Linked DNA regions of Mus musculus: all the other regions are linked to region 3. A link is a contact called in public HiChIP or PLAC-seq and promoter capture Hi-C data. All regions are on one chromosome and are shown on one strand. Each heading gives the region's core, a stretch centred on a gene start, on an enhancer-like site or on the middle of the called end of the contact. The rest is flanking DNA. Distances are from core to core; before and after follow the strand shown. Region 1 overlaps Rnf220 (ring finger protein 220). Region 2 overlaps Rnf220 (ring finger protein 220). Region 3 holds the start of Eri3 (exoribonuclease 3).

Evidence for each region. Promoter capture Hi-C pulls out the DNA fragments that hold promoters and counts their contacts. HiChIP or PLAC-seq counts read pairs in DNA pulled down with a chosen protein or histone mark.
Region 1: an H3K27ac HiChIP or PLAC-seq map of embryonic stem cells shows a contact between it and region 3, with 7 read pairs. The contact joins the enhancer-like site here to the promoter of Eri3 in region 3. A contact is called at or near these places in 5 of 39 promoter capture datasets (cranial neural crest, embryonic stem cells, hematopoietic stem and progenitor cells and 1 more), 3 of 484 Hi-C or Micro-C datasets (embryonic fibroblasts and embryonic stem cells), 7 of 115 datasets of contacts at active chromatin or transcription factors (bone marrow-derived macrophages, embryonic brain, embryonic forebrain and 3 more) and 3 of 9 other capture datasets (adipose tissue, liver and pancreatic islet).
Region 2: a contact with region 3 is called in a promoter capture Hi-C map of embryonic stem cells, with 2.0 times the contacts expected there. The contact joins the enhancer-like site here to the promoter of Eri3 in region 3. A contact is called at or near these places in 11 of 39 promoter capture datasets (the 3T3-L1 cell line, 3T3-L1-derived adipocytes, the C10 cell line and 8 more), 1 of 484 Hi-C or Micro-C datasets (bone marrow-derived macrophages), 4 of 115 datasets of contacts at active chromatin or transcription factors (craniofacial prominence, embryonic stem cells, epiblast stem cells and 1 more) and 3 of 9 other capture datasets (adipose tissue, liver and pancreatic islet).

The regions. Positions count from the first base shown.
Region 1 is chr4:117,379,288-117,381,987 of GRCm38.p6, reverse strand. All of the region lies in intron 2 of Rnf220 (ring finger protein 220), which reads left to right. Among named protein-coding and RNA genes, the nearest start is that of Gm40231, 61 kb to the right of the region's middle. Within about 2 kb of position 1,312, at least 20 of the 459 cell types and tissues checked have an H3K27ac peak or open chromatin away from gene starts, as enhancers often do. A contact at or near this core is called in embryonic brain and embryonic stem cells, where this site is marked.
Region 2 is chr4:117,351,770-117,354,469 of GRCm38.p6, reverse strand. The region is part of intron 2 of Rnf220 (ring finger protein 220); the gene reads left to right. Among named protein-coding and RNA genes, the nearest start is that of Gm40231, 34 kb to the right of the region's middle. Within about 2 kb of position 1,304, at least 21 of the 459 cell types and tissues checked have an H3K27ac peak or open chromatin away from gene starts, as enhancers often do. A contact at or near this core is called in embryonic stem cells, where this site is marked.
Region 3 is chr4:117,549,086-117,551,785 of GRCm38.p6, reverse strand. Eri3 (exoribonuclease 3) reads right to left here and starts at 1,421. Exons shown (of 9, transcript NM_080469.4): 1 at 1,056-1,421. The coding sequence starts at 1,190.

The DNA.
Region 1 (2,700 bases), core at 63-2,562, 170 kb after region 3:
TTGTAAGTAGGAGAGAACTGTCATCATCAGCCTAAATCCTGAGTGTCAAAGCTCCACAGTCAAATGGTCACCTCTGTGGACATCTGTGGTTGGATGTGGACGGGTAGACTCTAAAGTGTAGAGAAACCTGGGGATGTAGCTTGGTTGGCGATGTGCTGGTCTAACGTGCACAAACCCTGGCTCAATCCCTGTGTGATCCCAGCCCTCAGGGAGGCAGAAGGATCGGAAGTTCAAGTCCACCCTCACCTACATAGGGAATTTGAGGCTACCGGGAGCTATCTAAGAACCTTCCCTATCCTACACACTCAAGCACACATAGTGTGTGAGGCAGGTGTAATGATATTAACACACAACTGTCATCCCGGCACTTGAGAATAGGAAGATTGAGTTCAGGCCAGCTTTGGTTATAGAGTGAAACCCAGTCTCAAAAAAAAAAAAAAAGATCAATTAATTACTTTAATTTAAAAGATATAAAGAGCTAAGGCAACAAAGAAACATATCTGGGATAGAAATACACTAAATATTTTAGATGTGAGGCTTTTTTAGTTATTCAAAGATGGAAAAAAGCAATTGGGTTGAGCAGGTGGTATGTGACCAAGGACAACTGAAGAGTAGCCAAGCTTAGGGTACTGTGTATCCCCTCTATTCTTAGGTGCACCGTCCCTGGAGGAGGTGGGTTCTTCTGGGAAATGCGTTTACTATGAGGGTGCTTGCAAGGAGCTCAGAGTCCAAGACAAAATGGTCTTAAAATGTGGCTGTCACTTGTGAATAAGGAGATCTATCCTGGCTCACTAAGAGGCAGATGACTCTCAGAGGTTGATCCTCAGCCCTTAAGGTTAGCCTGTTTTCTGATCCCCACTCCTATCCCTGACACAGCACAAAGCCTTGTGTCACTGACTGTGTCCATTCAGCTCCTAGTAAGATCCACCACTTACCAAAGGTGAGGGTCCCTTGCAGATGAGGAAGGCCGGCTGTACAGGGCCTGGGTGAGACTTCCAATCAGGAGCAGCCTTTGAAGAACTGGCTTCTTGGGTCCCACAACCGATTCCTGACAGGCTGTGGGAACTAGTGGTTTTCCTTGTGCATGAGTCCTTCCCATGAGGTTGTGACACACCATGCACAAGTCCTGCTTTGCGCAGTTGCAGTGAGACCCAGCCATGATGCACAGCGGGGGCCCCGAAGCCTTTTCCTATCCCAGGAAAGCCCAGGGAAGGCCTGTCTTATATTAGCCAGGGAGGTAAAGTCAGATCTCTCACTTGCTGGGTGTGTCTGGATGGCCCTGAGACTACAGAGGTCAAACAGGAGTCTCCAAGGACCTGCTGATCTCCAGGAAGCCTTGGGTGGAGACACCAGAGCCCGGGGTAGAGATCACCATGGGCGCACTATAGGGAGAAAGCTGCAGGAGTAAAGCTATTCTGAGCTCTGCTCCTGAACAGGCAGGCACCTTCCATGTGGCTCTGTAAGACCCCACTAAATAGACACAGACTCTGCACCCGGGGGTTCTGAGTCACCCCAAAAGCCATGGGCCTGCAAGCCTCAGCTCTCTCTCTCCTCCTTTCTCTGGAGCTGCTAGACTGTGGAGATGGGAAGGATGGATCTCTGTAGCTTCACTCTCATGAAATGGCGCATCAGTAAGTGCTACTTAAGAAAACACATGGTCTGCCCCTCAAAAAGGCCCCCCTCTGCTGCCGCCGCCACCAACACCTTTCTTTATTCCGCCCAAACCTCACCAAGGGGAATTCGAAACAACTGTGGTGATAAATCCGCCTGCAGATAATTGGCAAGAAAACAACACTTGTGCAGTATATAACGTTTTATGGTTGTTTCATGTACTTTATTATAATACTAATGAGCAGTTATATATCAGGAGCTAACTGCACGCCGGATTAGCTTGTTAGCATGATATGAAATGGCAGAGCAAACAGTCCAGGCCCCTCGCTCCCTGCATGCCTCCCCCACCCTTCCTCCCTACCCCTCGGTCCCATTTGCACTCAGTAATTAGTATGCAAATGAGGCCCCGGGACCACACAAGTTCTAGTATATTACAAGGGCTTTATTATGCTCTTGTGAGTACATGATAGAAACGGCCCATGACAGTGTTTATCTCACTAGCTCTGTCCTGCCTTCCCCTTTATCTCTCTCTCCCATCTATCCCTTGGTATACAGAGAGAGAGAGAGAGAGAGAGAGAGAGAGAGAGAGAGAGAGAGAGAAAGAGACTCCCTTGCATGGTTGCTTGGTCTACAACCAATCCCTTCCTACATCAGACCTTCAAATTTGATAGTGGTCAAACAGGTCTTCAAGCCTTGATCTGAACATACCCAATGACCATGCTGGGAGCCCAGTTCCACTTCCAGTCACCAAACTAAAAGAAAAATTTCCCTTTTCTGCGTTTTTCTTTTTGATCTTATGTGTACACACCATGCACAAGTCCTGCAAGTAGCAGTGAGACCCAGCCATGATGCACAGCGGGTCTTTATCTTATGTGTACTTGTACACATACGTGTATGCATGTGTATGCGTGTGCGTGTGCATGAGTGCGCACACAATCGCTCCTATGTAGAGATTAAAAGACAGGTGTGGGTCCCACCTTCCGCCTGTTTGAAAAAGGGACTCTTGTTTGCTGCTGTGTATACCAGGTCGGCTGTCCAGTGAGCTTCCAGGTGTTGCCCATCTCTACCTCCCATCTCCTCAGTGCTGAG
Region 2 (2,700 bases), core at 55-2,554, 200 kb after region 3:
ACATTACATGGTGGACAGAGAGAGCTGACTCCCTCAGGCTGCCTTCCACACATGTGCTGTGATACACACATGTGCATACTTTCCACCGCAGTAAACTAATGGAAGCTTAAAATGGCTAAAGTTTATTTGAGAGAGAAGGAAGGGAAGACAGAAGGAAAAACAACAGTCTTGGTTGAACTTATCTGCCCCTTGGGTTCTAAGGTCCCATAGTGCAAGGACTTTAGGGAACCAACTCTGTGACCCCGGCACTAGTGTGAGGCTCTGACCCTATAATGTGCTCTGTGAATATGTGAATGAGTGGACGCACTATCAGCCCGGAACCCACAAAGCCAATAGTGCGTGTTGGTCCTGTGCCTAGGACTGTTGCTAAATAGCAATTTCCCATGAAACCGAGAGAATAAGGCCAGTTGGTGTAGACACGGAAGCGCTGGGGGGTGGGGGGTCGGGGGGGAGCCAAGGAAGCCTGAGGTTGGTCAGAAGGGACTGAGGAAGGAGGCAGGGAGAGGTCAGAAAGGCAGAGTTTCCTGGGAGGTGAATTATCAGAGGGACCACCACCGGTGGGGCAAGCACCCACCTAGTGGGTAATAGAGTTATGGAGGAGGCCCAGGCAGAGCTAGGGAGAGCAATGGGAACTGCTTAATCTGCCCCCGGGAAGTATAGGCTGGGGATGAGCGGGCAGGAGGCAAGCAGGCCCATTCCTCAGCTGCTAATGCCCCCAGCCTAACACAATTACCCTGTCCTTCTCCCTCAGCTCAGGCAAGGGGGAGGTTGTGAGGAGGGCAAGCATGCCCCGCAGCTGGGGAGGTGGAGGTCCCCCCACCCCCCACCCCCCACTGGAAATCCAATGAACTGTTGCACTTGGCGTTAGCAGGAACTGCCCACCTTCACTGAAGGGCTTGCTGAGAGACTGGGGTGGGGTTCAGAGAGGTGCTGCAGGAAGAACTGGGATGCTGGCATGTTCTGGCTTCCCTGAATACCAATGGGATTTGACCAGGATGCTGTTCTCGCCCTGTGACCCCATTCTTCTGGCCTTATCTCTTCTCCAAGGCCAGTATGATAGCCTTGATCCCGCCTGGGGCTGGCCCCCAATGGCTTTTCATCCCCCACCTCGAAGCCCCTCACCCTCCCTCTCCGCTCACATTGATATAAATTGAGGCTTCGGCTGCCTTTAAATAGTCCGATCTATCAGAGGGGCACACGCTGCCCATAAATCTGCTGGGCTGATGGCTCTCTAAGTGGACTGATAGGAGCTATTTCCGGCAAGGTGTTCAGTTACCGTGCCCCTCCCTTCCCTCCCAGTAGCTTGCCCTTCCCCAGGGGCAGGGACCCTTTTTGTCATCTGGTAATTGGCATTTTTTCACTTGCACTTGGTCCTATGGAGGGAGCTCAGGGCCCAGCCAGGCCCTAACCAGATTAGCATTGGCTTTCAGTGAAGGCCCCTCTAGAGTCGACCTTCTAGTTCAAGAGATCAAGATCGAGCTGTTGGCTCAACAAGGAAAGTGACCGAGGTGGGAGGCTTGCACCCAGGAGAGCCAGACTAAGTGTAGTGTAGCAGTGCTCAGCTCCTCGAAAGCTAAGCCTGCTAAGGCTCCAGGCTGCAGGGCATACAAAACTCCAGAAGACAGGCTCTGCAGTGGGGAGTCATCCTAACCAACCATCAGAATCCATCCGATTCCTTATTTCTCTAGAAATGGCTTGGCATTGAGGATAGGAGTCTCGGGTTGGATTTCTCCAGACGTGCTGTGTGGATCTAAAATGCGCTGGGGAGCCATGGCCCAGCTGTTACAAGGGATCCAGTGCAGGAGTCCGGACATTACCCTCAATTTGGAAGGCAGTTGTTAATGTATAGACTTCCCCGAGGGAGAGACACAAGGCTTGTGAAAGCTTGTCCCAGCTAGGGGAGACACAGCAATACCCTTGGAGGTCACCCCTGTGACCTCTGATCAGAAGGTCACTATGGTCATTTACAGGTCATCACCTAGTGTTTTCTCTCTTGTTCTTTGTTTTCAGAGGGCAGAAACTTAGCCAGCCCAGCTCCACAGACCCAGGCCTGGCTCCTGCCAAGGCCTCCCAGAATGTTCTTCCTAAAGGTCTTGTATCTAAAGAGCAGGGAAAGCCAGAGGTGGCTAAGGGCAGAGAGAAGCTGGCAGGATTGTTCTTGGACATTATCCAGGTTTCTTTCCTGAAATCCTAGCTCTTGGAATGGATGCGGTGGGTGGGTCCGAGTCCTTTCGCAGGGTGCAGGAGGTAGGATGTTTTTGATTGGGACTCAGGAAAAGGCTGAACAAAAGCTTGGATAAGGGTTATTTTGAGCAAATTGAGACTTGCAGATTTCACTGACCCTTCTTCGGGCATAGCGAGAGGGTGAGATCCCTGCTGTGTGGGATCCTTGGACATGGACAAAAGCTAGCAGTATAGCCCCAGCCAGTCTTGGAACTCAAAGGGACCTTTTCTCCTGCTCTAGGCAAGGCTGGTCACTCATAGCAGGGACAAACCTAGAGACCCTGAGAATGACAAGGAAAGTGCCCAGTACCATGAAGGCCATGGAGGTCTTTACCATAGCCCTTCTCAAGATATCTTTGAAGAGACCTGGGGAGAATCTAGCCTTCCTGAGTTGGACTGGTTTGAGGGGAGCAGCTGTTGTTTAAAAGAAATCCTGAGATTCAGAGGCAACACCCTCAAATCCAGAGACAGCCACGC
Region 3 (2,700 bases), core at 172-2,671:
GCCAAAGTGCTCTGAGCTCCAGTGAAGCACCACAGAATCCATAAAGGAAACCTTATCAATCACTTCCCGGCAGCTCCCTTCCCCCAGGCAGCACCTGCCGACAGGCAGCCAAGTGGGTTTCTAACCAAGATCACAGGCATACATTAGTGGAGTCACACTCCAAGTCACTGTTATAAATTGGCTTTTAAATGGTGGGCGATTCAAGTATAATATACTTAAGGTCCAAGACCGAGCCCACTAAAACAAGGTATACTGTGTATGATAAAGTCAGAATAAAGCTGAATTTGATGAAGCCAGTTTTCTGGTACAAACTCTACAGTCAAAAATCATTCGGCCAATCACAATCTACTACAGTTAAATAGCTTAGTCTTTGGCCAATGGGATTCATGTTTTGCTGCCCTTGGGCTGGGAAACCAATGAAATGCACTAGCAAATGCAAGCCACAAAAATGGTCAGAGACAATTATTGGCCCCAGTCATTGCGAAATCCAGCCTGAGGGGCAAGCTCTGTATCTCCAGATGAGGGGCCCCATACCCAGCATCTTCCAGGCCAACGTCGAGCAGCTGACATTTCACAAGAACTCAACCCAAGTCATGCTTTCTTTGTTTTAAGAAGACACCTGTTGCTGGACCACTTGCAATAAAGACATACAAAAAGCTACCTGGGTTAAGGCTCTTTCTCCACTCTGTCCACCTCTGTCCACCATTATTACCCACAGCTTGTGACTTACAAGGAAGTAAAGTGCTAGCATGTGTGCCTGTGCCAAGATGCGGAGGGGGTAGTCTATAAATAATTCCTTAATCTTCTACTTTATCTGGTCAAACCTCTCTCCTTCTCCAGAAATCTCAAACCAGGCCCTTTCATCAACTCACCCAGTCTCTCTCGCAAAGCCGAGCTCCCCCACCGCCCTCCCCAGCTATCCCTTCGCCCAGAGTTCTAACATCCAGGGTGAGCACCAGGCCAGAATCCCAGGCTCCTTAAGTGTGCGCGCCACGACCCACACCCCGCATGCATTAACCAGGGCCCAAGCTGGGGGCCCTCTCAATCTCACCCACCCCAGGGTGTTGCCCCCAGCTCGGGCCCATCCAGGTCCAGGGAAGCGTAAGGGGAGGGGCAGGGGGCCAGGAGACCAGCCCTCCTTCCCAGGGCCGCCCCCGCCCCCCGTCAGCTGCCGGAGAGGCTGTCGCCATGGCAACGCCCCCTCCTCCGGGCCAGCACGGCAGGCTCTCTCCAGGTGCAGGCCCCGGCGTCTCCCTCGGCCTCAGCAGACGCTCCGGGCAGTTGACGGCAGCGGGCACGGCCCGCGCCGCCTGCGGCGCTGGCCAGGCAGAAGCAGGGCCAGCTCCGCCCGCTTCCCACAGCCCGTTCCAGGCAGCCTCAACAGCGGCAGCCAGCACCACGAGTCCACAACACACCGACTCACCTCCGCGCACTCTGACCCCGACCGACGCGGTGGACGGGCGGGCGTGGTAGCCAACCGCTGAGCCCGCTGCTAGCGCCTTTGGCCAATGAGCTGGAGTAAGGCGGGGCTTCTTCTCTCCAAACGCTCTCTCTCCCGCCGACATGCGCGTTAAGGTGTGTCAAGATGGTGACCGTTGGCTCTGGGCCTTGTGGGACTTGTAGTTTAGAGGAGCCACGTATTCAAAAGAGAAAGGGAGGGTCACTTCTAAACAGTGAAAGGGGTTTTCTTAAAAAATAAATAAATGATAATAATAAAATAACCCGAAATCTTCGTCAGGCCTAAAATGACCCAGATGCTCTACTTATTTTCCCCACCTTGACTGTAGGCATTCGGTGAGTATGGGCTTAGGAGACATTCTCTTTAGGCGACACTTTTCTGTGATTCATTGTCAACAAGTAATCGTTATCTACTTTCTGATGCGGGCCTGAGGGAAATCTGGAAAGAAGGGAGGCGAATTCAGCTAAAAAGAAAATGCTGAGATTTCTGAAGGGCCTTTCTGAGGAGGAAGCTTCTGGCTTGTTGAGGCCCTCAGAGGAACTGTCAGGGTTAACAAGGTTTCTGGCCATAGCTGTAGTGGGTCTTTCACAGTCAGTCTCTCCAGGCAGCTGGGGAGAACTTCACCTAAAGCGATGGGTGAGTGTCTCCATCTTAGCTGTGCTTCTCTGGGAATCCACGTTATGAAATGGGAAGCATCAGTCTTAAGCCACTGGTGATTTTGACAGCCTCTCAGTCAGATCCATCTTAGGAGCCATCTTCAGTTACCAAGCTCCTCTGTCTGCCACCTGCTATTTTCCTTTAAGACAGCTAATATCAGTTCTGGACCCTGCCACCTCTGAGATCTTAATATAATGGTTCCTGCCTGAGCTGGAAATGCCTGTAATCCCCATATCAGAGAATGCCTTCTTTAATCTCATGCACATAATGGGTTAGATGGTTCTACTGTGAACCTACAGAACTGAGCACAGCACTTTACAATTGTCTCCCTGCCATCTCTCTCCCAGGAATTGAAACTCGTTTAAGATAGCTATTCATTTCCATATTGTTCATGCTGCATGGCTTATACCCAGTATGGTGTCAGTCATAGAGCAGCTATGCAATAATGTGTTTCTGACAAATGAAGGAGTAAACTGCAACAGAGACAGATATCACTCACCCCAACTGAGAAAAGGAGAGCCACGATTGCCTGTCCCCAAATCTTGGAACTAAAACTGGAGCTTCTTCTTCTTATCGTTACATAA